2 separate regions of the Mus musculus genome follow, and region 1 is linked to region 2. The links are chromatin contacts, called in public Hi-C maps. All regions are on one chromosome and are shown on one strand. The core of a region is the stretch at or near the end of the contact, and the rest is flanking DNA. Distances in the headings are between cores, read along the strand shown.

The links. A called contact is a pair of places that touch in the nucleus more often than the background predicts.
Region 1: a Hi-C map of B cells shows a contact between it and region 2, with 6 read pairs. The contact joins the promoter of Hcst here to the promoter of Cic in region 2. A contact is called at or near these places in 1 of 39 promoter capture datasets (maxillary cranial neural crest) and 1 of 484 Hi-C or Micro-C datasets (B cells).

What each region holds. Positions count from the first base shown.
Region 1 is chr7:30,415,507-30,421,505 of GRCm38.p6, reverse strand. Hcst (hematopoietic cell signal transducer) reads left to right here and starts at 1,652. Exons shown (of 4, transcript NM_011827.3): 1 at 1,652-1,802; 2 at 2,864-2,887; 3 at 3,287-3,418; 4 at 3,660-3,794. The coding sequence starts at 1,760. The coding sequence ends at 3,700. Tyrobp (TYRO protein tyrosine kinase binding protein) reads right to left here. Exons shown (of 5, transcript NM_011662.3): 4 at 5,831-5,874; 5 at 3,924-4,162. The coding sequence ends at 4,097.
Region 2 is chr7:25,265,791-25,271,327 of GRCm38.p6, reverse strand. Cic (capicua transcriptional repressor) reads right to left here and starts at 3,629. Exons shown (of 21, transcript NM_001302811.1): 1 at 3,572-3,629; 2 at 1-493. The coding sequence starts at 482. It overlaps Gm45974 (a long non-coding RNA gene), which reads left to right and starts at 491. Exons shown (of 3, transcript XR_001778066.2): 1 at 491-626; 2 at 715-843; 3 at 2,931-2,995.

The DNA of each region.
Region 1 (5,999 bases), core at 403-2,902, 5.2 Mb before region 2:
AGTCTCTGGCCAAGGGGATACTGGAGGCCTTGACTTGGCTCTGCATTACTGTTAGTCCTCGAGGAGAAGAGGACCGTGAGTGTAGACCCCATGGCCTCTTGGAGAAGTCTCTAGGCAAGGGCCATATAGGTGCCTTACATCTCTCTTTTCCACGTGGCCGTTCCCTTCTTTAGAGTTAACTTTCATTTATAATGCTTTTTTTCTCCCCGTTTGGTTTCAGTTTTGATTTGAGAGAGAGAGAGAGAGGAGAGAGTAAGGGGAAGGGCAGATTCATGTAGCCCAGGTTGGCCTAGCACTCTAGGTAACTGAGGATAACCTTGAACCCCTCCTGATTCTCTTGCTTCCATTTCCCAAATGTTGGGTTATAGATATTGGAGCCATATCAACTACCAATATTGGCTCTTTTGTTTGTTTTTCAGCCCCAACTCCACCCTACCCCCAGAGACAGAGTCAAACTATGTAGCTCTAGCTGTCCTGAAACTCACCATGTAGACCAGGCTGGCCTTAGAATCCACAGAAATATGCCAGCTTCTGTCTCCAAAGTGCTGGGATTAAGGGCGTGTGCCACTCTGTCTGGTTCCAATATTTGCCTTTTAAAAAAAAGTGTGTGAACTCCCCTGGAGGTGGAAGACCACGTGCTCTGAAGCCTACTGTAGATACCGGCCTTTTTGTGACAGTTATGGGGCCCTAATACAAGTCAAGTACCTTTATCCCAAACCTTCTCCCTACCAACACTTTGTTTTTGAGACAGGGGCTTCCTACATCCAAGTAGCTGGCCTGGCCATGCACCTGCTAAAACAGCCAGGCTAGCCTTGAACTCACAGCCATTTATTTTTTTCCTCACTTGTCTCCCTAGTGCTGGACATACAGGCTTGGGCAATCATGCCTGGCTTACTTATTCACCATTTAAAGAACTCTGCTAACATAAAGGAGACACTTTGCTGGGCACTGGAGATAGAGAGGTGTGAGCCAAACAGGAATTCCCAGTCCACCAGGCAACCAACAATTCTCAGTTCCCACTTGGTGACCTTCCTTGGCATTGAACTGTGATGACCAAATCTCTCCTTCTCTCTTACAACACTGCCGGGGGTTGGGTCTCCCCTCCCTTGCTTCTGCCCTGCCCTCAGCTTCCCTTGCACTCTCTGGCAGTGTGCATGTGTGTGTATCTCTTTAACAATCTCACCCAGTCTATGGCTTTACACGTGTCCTCCAACCATCAACCCTCTCAGATTTACGTGTCAGGACCAGTCTTGTCCCTAGACTCTGAACCCTACCTGTGGGCATTCACATTTCCAGAAAGATCTGTTAGGTATTTTCAACTCAGTGTGCCCAAACACAGGCAGCCCTTCTCTCCCTCCTTAACCAGTGCTTCCTCACTATCTTTCAACCCACTCTCCACTCTTCTAATCTCGCTCAGGCTGGGAACGACAGTCACCATGATCCCCTTTCTCAAACACACCCCCCCTCCTCCCCAAGTGTTGTTGGCTCTACCTCCAGCTTATTTCCATAATCTCCCTGGTGCCCACACCATGGTCCTCTTGCCACTCCACCGAGATGATCACGGAAGCTTCTCTGGGCTCTGACTCCCCCATATTTGTTCTCCAAAGGAAGTCTTGACACACATGCACCCACACAGGAAGTAGGTAGCATTGTCACCATCGGGGTGACATCCGTCCTAGCTGCCTCTCTTCTCCTCTACTGTTCTGAGGACTTCCCTGGACCACAGTTTTGGCCAGATCCCTTCAGGTCCCAGCCCAGCATGGACCCCCCAGGCTACCTCCTGTTCCTGCTTCTGCTCCCAGGTGAAGCCAGTGCTGGGGTTGAGGGGACAGAAAGGCTGCCATCTGCTGTCAGAGGCACAGAGAGGAAGTCGGTCTCCCTGTGCCCCTGAGTCCTTGGGGGTTGGGCATGGGATTCTGAAGCCCTGCTGAGTCACTTCTATTTCCCTTTTCTGGTGGCTGTGGAGGGGGTGGGGGGGGGGAGCTCTCCTTCCAGTTTACCTCTCCACTGTGGAGTTTAGTTAGGTCTTAAGAACAGTGAGAATTTTTGGTTTCTCTAAAAATGTAGTTACGCTATGTGAACACTTTTGTTTTAATCCCAGGTCTGGGATATGGGGCTGCTTAAGATTGCCCGTGGCAGGTGACTATGATTTGTCTCATGCTCTGGCAGGGGTGTGATCCTGCCAGCTGAAGATAGTTTACTTTTGGAATTCTGGGGACTCTTGAGCGGTATAAAGAGGCCAGAGCCCTAGAGGCCGCAACAGTGGCTAGTGCTCCGATTGTTGCCCCTTTTGCTGGATTGCTGGTTAGAGACATCCTAAGAGCTTGTCCCTAGAACTTGACACCCCTAACCAGCAGGAAGTTGTCTAAAGTGGTCTACAACCCCTTCCCCCTCTAATCTTCTTTCTTGCTTACCTGGTGTTAGGGGGGTTGGAAGGGACTGGGATGGAGAAGGGTGCTAGACCCCAGTAAAGTAGCCAAAAAGCATTTAACCACCAGCCATCCAGCAAACAGCCAATGCAGCAACAGCAGGGGGAGGAGCCACAGCCTCCAGGGCTCTGGCATTTTCCCAGCCTCTCAAGAGTCCCCAGAATTCCAGAAGTTAATTAGCTTCAGCTGGCAGAATCACGCCCCTGCCAGAGCACGAGACAAATCATAGCTACCGTGGACAATCTTAAGCATCCCCATATCCCAGACCTGAGATTAAAACAAAGCATGTTCACACAACTGTTTTTCGCTTTTTTTTTTTTTAAGAAGCCAAAATTCACACTACACTCAAGCATCCCACCTGCCCTAAGCCTGGGTGTTGGGGTTTGCTCCCCTGTACTTCCAACCTCCATCCACCTTCTTGGGTTTTTCCACAGTGGCTGCAAGTCAGACATCGGCAGGTGAGGAATGAAAGAAGCCTTAGCCCTTGTAACTTCAGCAGCGCCTGCAACCCTTAAGTCTGTCCCACAGCACGCCCCTGGCTTGTGACGATCCTAATCTCAGAGCCCTTCCCAGGTCCCATCTTGACTCTTCACCACCCAGCTGAAGTGATGAGAACCTCGAGATTCTCTGTAACAGATTCTCCAGTGTGCCCAGGGCACAAAGAATCCCAAAGAATCTGGGAGCTGATGCGCCCCCTACCTGACCCTACTGCTCCGCTCCCGACCCCACGCCCCCACCCTCTGTCTCGGGGTCTTTAGGGAGGCGGGGGATGAGAAGGGGGCTCCCTGTGAACGAATCAAAACTTTTGAGAGTCAGAAGTTTCAGCTGCCTGTTTGTCTGGGCTCTAATCCCCTCAGGTTCCTGCTCCGGATGTGGGACTCTGTCTCTGCCACTCCTGGCAGGCCTAGTGGCTGCAGATGCGGTCATGTCACTCCTAATTGTAGGGGTGGTGTTTGTATGTATGCGCCCACACGGCAGGCCTGCCCAAGGTGAGCCAACACTAGGGCGGGGCCTGAAGTGTAGGTCCCCTAGCAGTCCCTAGGGAAGAAGGGGGTCCCACGAAGGCGGTCCCGGGGAAGCCCTGGAGGAGGTGTTTGGGAAACCCTGGTGGAGGTGTCTGGGGAACCCCTGAGGAAGCCCCTGCTGAGGCAGGGGGTCTCCCAAGAAGGTGGCGATGTGGGAAGAGTTGTGGGTGGTCAGGCTTCATGCTCTCTCTACTCCACCCACCAGAAGATGGTAGAGTCTACATCAACATGCCTGGCAGAGGCTGACCACGGCACCTTCTGACCCGCTCATCCTGGATCCTGTGGGTTTGGGGTGCGTGGGAACGCACTTCTTCAGGACAGGAATAAAGCGATTCAAATACTTCTAGTTTTATTCTTTCCAAAATTTGACTTCCTCCAAGATAGCATAGTGGTTTCCTGATTTAAGACCGCTCTTGGGGCCCCACTGTTACCCAATTCGTCAGCCCAGTCTAGAATAACTCAGTCGTTGTTTTTGCTCTGTCTTTTATTTGGGGACAGAAATGGTACAATGTCAGATATCTCAGGGAGGTACCCTGTGGATCTGTATTCCAACGGGAGTCCTGATCCCAGAGAGGGCTTGTTGAGTAGGCATCTGGAATGACCGGATCCGGGCATCAGGCCGCTGATGGGCATAGAGTGGGCTCATCTGTAATATTGCCTCTGTGTGTTGAGGTCACTGTATACTTCTGGTCTCTGACCCTGAAGCTCCTTAAAAAAAAAAAAAAGGCCATCATTGGAGGGGGCCCAGCAAATAAAAACAAATCTAGCCTCCTAATGACCTTCAAGGTCTCTGGCAGGTTTTTCAAACTTAAAATCATGAAAAGGTCAAGATTTTATTCAAATGCACTCAGCATTCTCCTGGCCTTTCTGCCTGCACATTAGGCACCAACCCCAGGGTCCTTACATGTGCAGCCCCCCACCCCGATGCCTGGAGCACCAAGCCCACAGATCTTCAACCTGCTCACCCTTTGAGTCTTGGCAATGTTTTAGTTTCCCCATCTTCAGTTTCTTTCCTGTCCCACCATTATATTGGTTCACTTCAATCTCTTCATAATGTCACCCCAAATGATTTTGTTAAGTTGCTTCAAATAAGCTTCTCCAATTGGAGTGCTGTGTTGATCCATGTAGGCCTCAACCAAGATACCGAAGGATAAAAAAATCAGGCTGACATTTGCCCTAAAGTTTCCTGGCTCTCAGAAACTAGACAGCCCGGGGTCTTCTGGACATCAGATGGCCAATATTGAGATTCTTTTTTGTTTTGTTTTGTTTTTGTTTGTTTGTTTGCTTGTAGACAGGGTTTCTTTGGGTAGCCCTGCCTGTCCAGGAACTCACACTGTAGACCAGGCCAGCCTCAAATTCACAGAGATCTGCCTACCTCTGCCACCAGAGCGCTGGGATTAAAGACACACGCCACTACTTCCCCACACCAAACTCAAAACAAGAATCAAGAGATTCTAACACTTTTCAGAGAAAAAGTTCCTCCAGCAAGGAGTCAGTCGAATGGGCAAAACTGGCTACAGGGAGGGAGGTAGACTTCCAGAAATTGGGTCACAGAGCAGGGGTCTGTGCCTCCCAGGGGCAGAGTCTCTGAGAGCATGTACCAGAGACCAGCCTGGGTGTGTGTTTCCCTAGAGACATAGCCTCACCCAGAGCCCAAAGGTTAGGAAGGAGGCTTGGGGCTGGTGAGATGGTTCAGTGGGTAAAGCACTTGCTGCCAAGCTTGACAACTAGAATTTAGAGTTCAGAGATCCACAAGGTGGAAGGAGAGAACCAGCCCCCACGGGTTGTCTTCTGACCCCCACATGGCTGCCAGTGCATATGCACACCTGCTCCACACACACATGTAAATACAGAGCAAAATCAGTGCCATTTTAAAAATAAGGTAAAGATAGGATTTGATGTCCTCTTATAACCTGCCTACACACACACACACACACACACACACACACACACACACACACACACACACGCAGAGAGAGAGAGAGAGAGAGAGAGAGAGAGAGAGAGAGAGAGAGAGAGAGACAGAGGAATAGAATCTTGACAAGAGACTCATTAGAAGCTGAGCTTAAAGGTCATGGTTGACCACCGAATATGTTTGACAGTTAGTCCTTTGCCTTCAGGATTGGGGGAGCTCCTGAGGAAGGGACCTTAAGGTTCTGGGAAGGGTAGTGTGTGTGTGTGTGTGTGTGTGTGTGTGTGTGTGTGTAGGTATGTGTGTGTGTGTGTGTAGGTATGTGTGTGTGTTTATTTATGTGAGTGTGTTTATATATGTCTCTGTGTATTTGTGTGTGTGTGTTTGTCTGTGTGTCTGTACTGGGGAGGGGGATAGCCAGGACGGGGCAGGAGCAAGGGTGGAGAAGAATTTGGCGTTCTTACCTGATAAGGCGACTCAGTCTCAGCAATGTGTTGTTTCCGGGTCCCTAGAGAGGGATAGAGAGTGACATATGGTGTGAAGAAGGACTAAGCTGGGGACTGGGACAATTTTTTTTAAAGATTTATTTACCTTCTTACTCTCTTGCCTCTTGCCTACTTACTCCCAGTTCCC
Region 2 (5,537 bases), core at 2,380-4,879:
GAGGACCGAGTGGAGGTGGGTGGCCGAGGAGGCACACCCAGGGCACTGGCGTCCTCAGGCGTCCGCTCCCGCTCTTCAGGGGCTCCTACCACACCAACATTTCCAGTGCCATGCTCCTCCACATATTTCTTCTTCGGGGCCCGAGACTTGAATGTGGCTGTCTTGCGACTGAGTGAGGGCTCCCAGCGGCCTGCCTCCCCATCCCCCTTAGGGTCCTCAGTTAGGCCTGGAGTAGGATCATTGGGCTGCAGCTCTGGATGTGTTCCCTCAGCTCCAGGGTCCCGCTCAGCCTCCTCTTCCTCACCCTCTTCAGCCTCTTCTGGCCCTGCCTGCTCCTGTGGCTGTGCCTCCTCCTCCTCCTCTGGCTTGTCACCCTCCCCGGCCCCTCGCCGTCTCAAAGCCTTGGCCCTGGTAGCTGGTGGGGACTTGCTGCCACTGGCGGAACCTGCAAGGCCAGGGCATGCCTTCTTCATTGGCTTCATCGTCTGTCCACCTGTGAGACAGGAGAGCAGCAGGGATCATCGGAAGGGACTGTGAATACCCACAGACCCAGGGCCCCTCGGGTCTTTCTGCTTGCTGAGCTGACTGCCTCCGCTCCATGACCCACAAGACTACCTCTAGCTCACGTGAGCTCTGGCAAACATTCACACACAGACTGGCACCGGGCTGGGTCTCCTGAGCATATACAACCCTGACTCCCTGCTCCTTCTGCAGGGGACATGCAATGTGCACAAACAGACTCCAGGAGTGTGAGGATCACTGAGAGTTCACACCATGGAGCAATCACACTGTCCTGAGCCCTTTGCTAAGCTGCCTGCTTTTTCCACCCAACAGCCCTAAGAGGTGAGTGCTACTATGAAGCAAGGTGCAGAGAGACTGGTGCTTGGATTAGGATCATCCACATACAAAGCAGCCAGGGCAGGGGGTTCAGGGGAGGGTCGGGTCTGAACCCAGGTGCTCTAGGGCCACAGAACTGAGCTCCTAACCACTGCCCTGTGCTGCCAATCATGTGACCCACACATCATGCTTGCTCTCACTCTCATCACCTAGAAAGCACACACACAAATGCACACAGAAACTCACGCACATAAGCACCAAGCCACAGAAAGGAGGTGACACAGCTGAGATGCAAGCTTCTCTCCTCCCTCTACTCTCTCTCCACCCCTACAGGCAGTCATGCATGGCCAGGTACTGTGGGAAGGAGTAGGCAGCTCAGAGTCCCTAGGGATGCTTGCCCACTCTGCTCAGTATCCCAGGTCTGCCAGGTACAACCATCTTCCCAGGTCCTGGCAGGGAGTAGGCAGGGGCACGTTTGGGGCAAGAGCTCACACCAGCACTGCCACAGGACTGTACATGAGCACACGCACGCGCACAAATGCAGCACACGTCATCACACAGTGGGACACAGAACTGCACACCCCAGGGTTTCTCTGTCCCACTACACAGGAGGGAGTCTTCCCCTTTCCCCAACAGCACCCAGAGCAATGCCTGCAAGCCCAGCCCTCACTTCTGGCCTGCACGTATCCTCACCCAGACTGAGCAGGCTGGGCAGGGTGTCTGAAATGGCCAGCACCCTCAGGGACCCAAATATGCCCAGACAGCTCCAGGTGGGGGTAAGGAGGATGAGGTCAAAGACAGCAGGACAAGCCCAACAAGCCAACCTCACCCACTTCCTGAACAGTCACTCTGCCCGCCCCCTTTCAAGCTGCCCTGAGAAAAGAAGAAAAAAAAAAAAAAAAGGGCAAAACAAAACCCCTAAAACTTTACTCCAGAGTGACTTGGAAAACTTGAGAAGCCAAACATTAGCTGTCCTAGATTCCGCCAAACACAATCAGAGACCCCTCTGACAGTCTTCAGGCTGACTGCGATCCCAGATCTCATGCTCTCCGACTTGAGGCCTTCTCCTTCTGTGGGACAATTCTGGGGTTCTCACTGGCAGACTCTGAAGGGCCTGGGATCAGCACCAAGGTGCTGTGAGTTAAGCCGACTCCACTGCCATCTCCCCACTGACCTGCTAGGGCACCATTCAGGAGCCTGAGATCTGGTACAAACACTGTCCAAACATAAACCTTTACACCCCACCCAGGGCCTACAAGCACACCAGCCAACATCCCTTACCCCTGTTACCTGGACTGGTCTCTTTACCCCAGAGCCAGACCTCTCTTTCTTGGGGCCTACCTTCTTCCTGTGCACCATAGCTAACTACTACCCAGGGTCCCGCGGGCCCTCACCTCCCTTTCAGAACGTGAAACTCCTGAAGCTGAGGCCACCCCATGCCCTTTAGGGTCTCATCCTCTCTATTTCCATCCACCCTCCTGACACCATCTTCGCTTGCCACTCTCTCCCATCTTGTCACCACCTCTACCTTATTTTCTCAGATACTAGGCCCCCTCCTGTTACCCCCCCCCGCTGGTCACCCCCATTTATTTATATCACCTATTCCTCCTATTCACTCTTCTGTCGGCCATCTCTAGACCTCCAAATCTGACACCTCTGCCCATCGCCTCTCTTTATCACCCCCTCCAACTCGGTCCCCTTCCTCTCCCTGTCACCCTGATCTAATCCTGTTACCCCTCCATTCCTGTTATCAGTACTCTCCCCTAGTTGCTCCTTTTCTGTCACTCCCCACTTCCTACCACTTCTTCCACTCTGTCACCCCTTCCCACACCATTCCGCCCACCTCTTTTGCCCTGTACCCCTTTCCCGTCCCTGCCACCTGTCCCCTCTCGGCCTCCAGCTCCCCTCCACCCCCACGCAGTGTCAGCCCTAGCCCCGCCCTTCACCTCGGGCTCCGCGGGGTTTCGGGGCGGGGGGCCGTGGCCCCGGCTCAGTCCGGTCCGGTCCCTCCCCGCCCCCCCTCCGGCTCTCCCTCTCGATTCTCCCTTTTTTTTTTACTCCAACACACAAAATGGTGAATGGACCTGCAACAGCTGGAGCAACCAGCCAATAAACGGCCACAACCCCGGTGACCGGCGCCAACCTAGACCAATAGATATTCGCTGTCTAGTCGGCTCCGCCTATCATCCGCAAGCGACACTTGCTACCACCAATTGCGCTCTTCCGGCAGCGCCAAGGGGCGGGGTCAAATTCCAAGACCGGCCTCCCTCCGGGACCGACACCAACCTAAGCCTACGACTGCCTGATCTGCCTAGAACTCTACCTTACAACAAGTAATGGACACCTCCTTTAACCAATTAACAGACTATTTATATGCCGAATGACAATTACAGTACCCAATCACCATCCATCTTAAGCAAGAAACCACCCCCTGCGAGGGACAGTAACCAATAAAATGAAGGGAGGCGGGACTAAAGGATATGCCCTCCAATAAACAAGCTCGAGAGGCGTGGCCCGAGGGTTTGTTGACCAGCTGAACGCAATGCCTGCTGGGAATAGTAGTCTTCTTCTGTATCCGGCCCGTAGTCAGAAGCATAAGTCAGACTACAACTCCCATGTGACAGAGTGCATGGAGCTCCAAAGAACCCGGGCGAAGAGAAAAAGTCGGAAAGGGCAGCTCCTCCTGAGTCTCGCTGGACACTGGGAACATCTTAGACCCAGGGCCCCGACTCACCCGGATTGCTGGCTCTGGCGTCGCCAGTGGCTCCTCGCTGAGGCGGCTGTAGCGGCACGAGGGGGAGGTGCAAAGAGCAGCCAACCGACACCCGCGAGCCCCGCAGCCAATCAGCAACGGCAGGGGCGGTGCAATGACCTCACCGGTTCTACTCTCTTACCCCTCCCCCACGTGGTTGTTGGTGCTGGTAAACCAGAGTAGAGAAGTTTGGGGTAGGGGGATGGGAGGAGAACTAGTGATGTCACCTTTCCTCTGCATGATTGGCTGTCGGGTGGCCGGACTACGGCCAATCAACAGTCTCAAAAAGTCTGGCGCGGCCCCGCGGAAAGCCCTGTTGCCACCAGAAGGAGAGAGGACCTGCGGTTGTAGGGTAGCGCGCTCTGCAGTACTGGCAACCCGCGTGGCCTGTGGCCGTGATGTCAACTCCAAGACTTTTTGATTTTAGGACGGCGCACTTTTCTGATCGCACCCTCCAATCTCCAAACTTTTCTTTTGCGTCACTTCCTGGGGTTTCACACTTCATTCCGAAGGCGAATAGCCCTATGGCTTTTCACACCTGAGGAAAGATGTGTAAAAATCTTGGGGTGGGTGTCACACCGGAGGTGAGGAGAAGAGCATGTGCCACATACCCTCTGAGGCATAGACAGCTGTTGCCCCGGTGCCGAGTTTACACCAGGTGTGACTATCCCTAGCTTCAGTCTTCCCATCAGGTTTCCCTTGGATCAAAGGATAATGGAGAATGGTGTACTCCTCCTCTAATGAAGGTTTCTCTTGCATATGATGGATACTCAAGACTGTAATAGTGAAACACACACACACACACACATCTGGTCTATTGTAGCACATCTTACTGTTGGTGCTGGTTAGTTTTTAAGTTGACACAAGTACCAAATCCTGACATAGAGTGAACCCCAATTGTCTCCAAAAGATTGCCCTGTAGGCAAGTCAGTGCAGTACTATCTTAATTAGTGGTTGGTGTAGGAGGGTCCAACCCATTGTGGGTGGGTGCAACCCCTGAGAAAGTGGTCCTGGGAAGCAGGCGAAACAAACCATGGAGAGCAAGCCATTATGAAGGGTTCTTGCATGGCTTCCCCATTGAATTCTTGCCCAGAGTTCCTGCCCTGACGCCCCTTCAGATGGGCTTGATGAAATATAAGTTGAGATAAACCCCTTTCTCATTGAGCTGCTTTTAGTTATTCTGCTTTCCTTATGCTTGCACTATGCTCTGTAAGAGAATGTTCTGGGATATATGGCTGCTTCACATAGGACATGCAAAAAGCACCCATTATCTATGGCACTTACAGTGAGGCAACTTCTCGATATCTACAGGAAGTTCCCACCGTGCCGCAGACCCTATTGATCCCTTGTCTGCATGGAACGGGTCTCTAGTCTCAGGTGGGCAAGGAGTCAGCGGGAATGGATGGACAGACTCAACACAAGGGAGTGTGGATCTGAATGTAATTTGTCAAATTGAGCATCAAACTTTTTATACAGAAGAAAATAGGGAAGATGGGTGACACCAGCAAGGTACAAAGAGGTTACTGGATTCTTACACAAAACAGAGGAATGCAAACACGGAAGAACTGGCAGGAACCAACTGAGATAAAATTCTGTTAACAACTGGGATCAGAAACAGCTCCACCTAAGGTCCACTTAATCTTAGAAGCCAGGGGCTTGTGCCCTTGCCATAGTTCCTACTCTAGTCTATTGTATAGTCCACCTTCCCCCTAGGCCATTGTAAATACTTGCGTTTGGGTGTAACTCAGCTATCTATAGTTCTAAGTATCTACTCTGGTTCCTCTTTAGGTCACTTTAGGTTCTAAGTATCTACTTCTGGTTCCTCGTTATCTTCCTAGATAATGGTCAATTTCCAGGCAGCGGTGGCACACGCCTTTAATCCCAGCACTTGGGAGGCAGAGGCAGGCAAATTTCTGAGTTCAAGGCCAGCCTGGTCTACAGAGTGAGT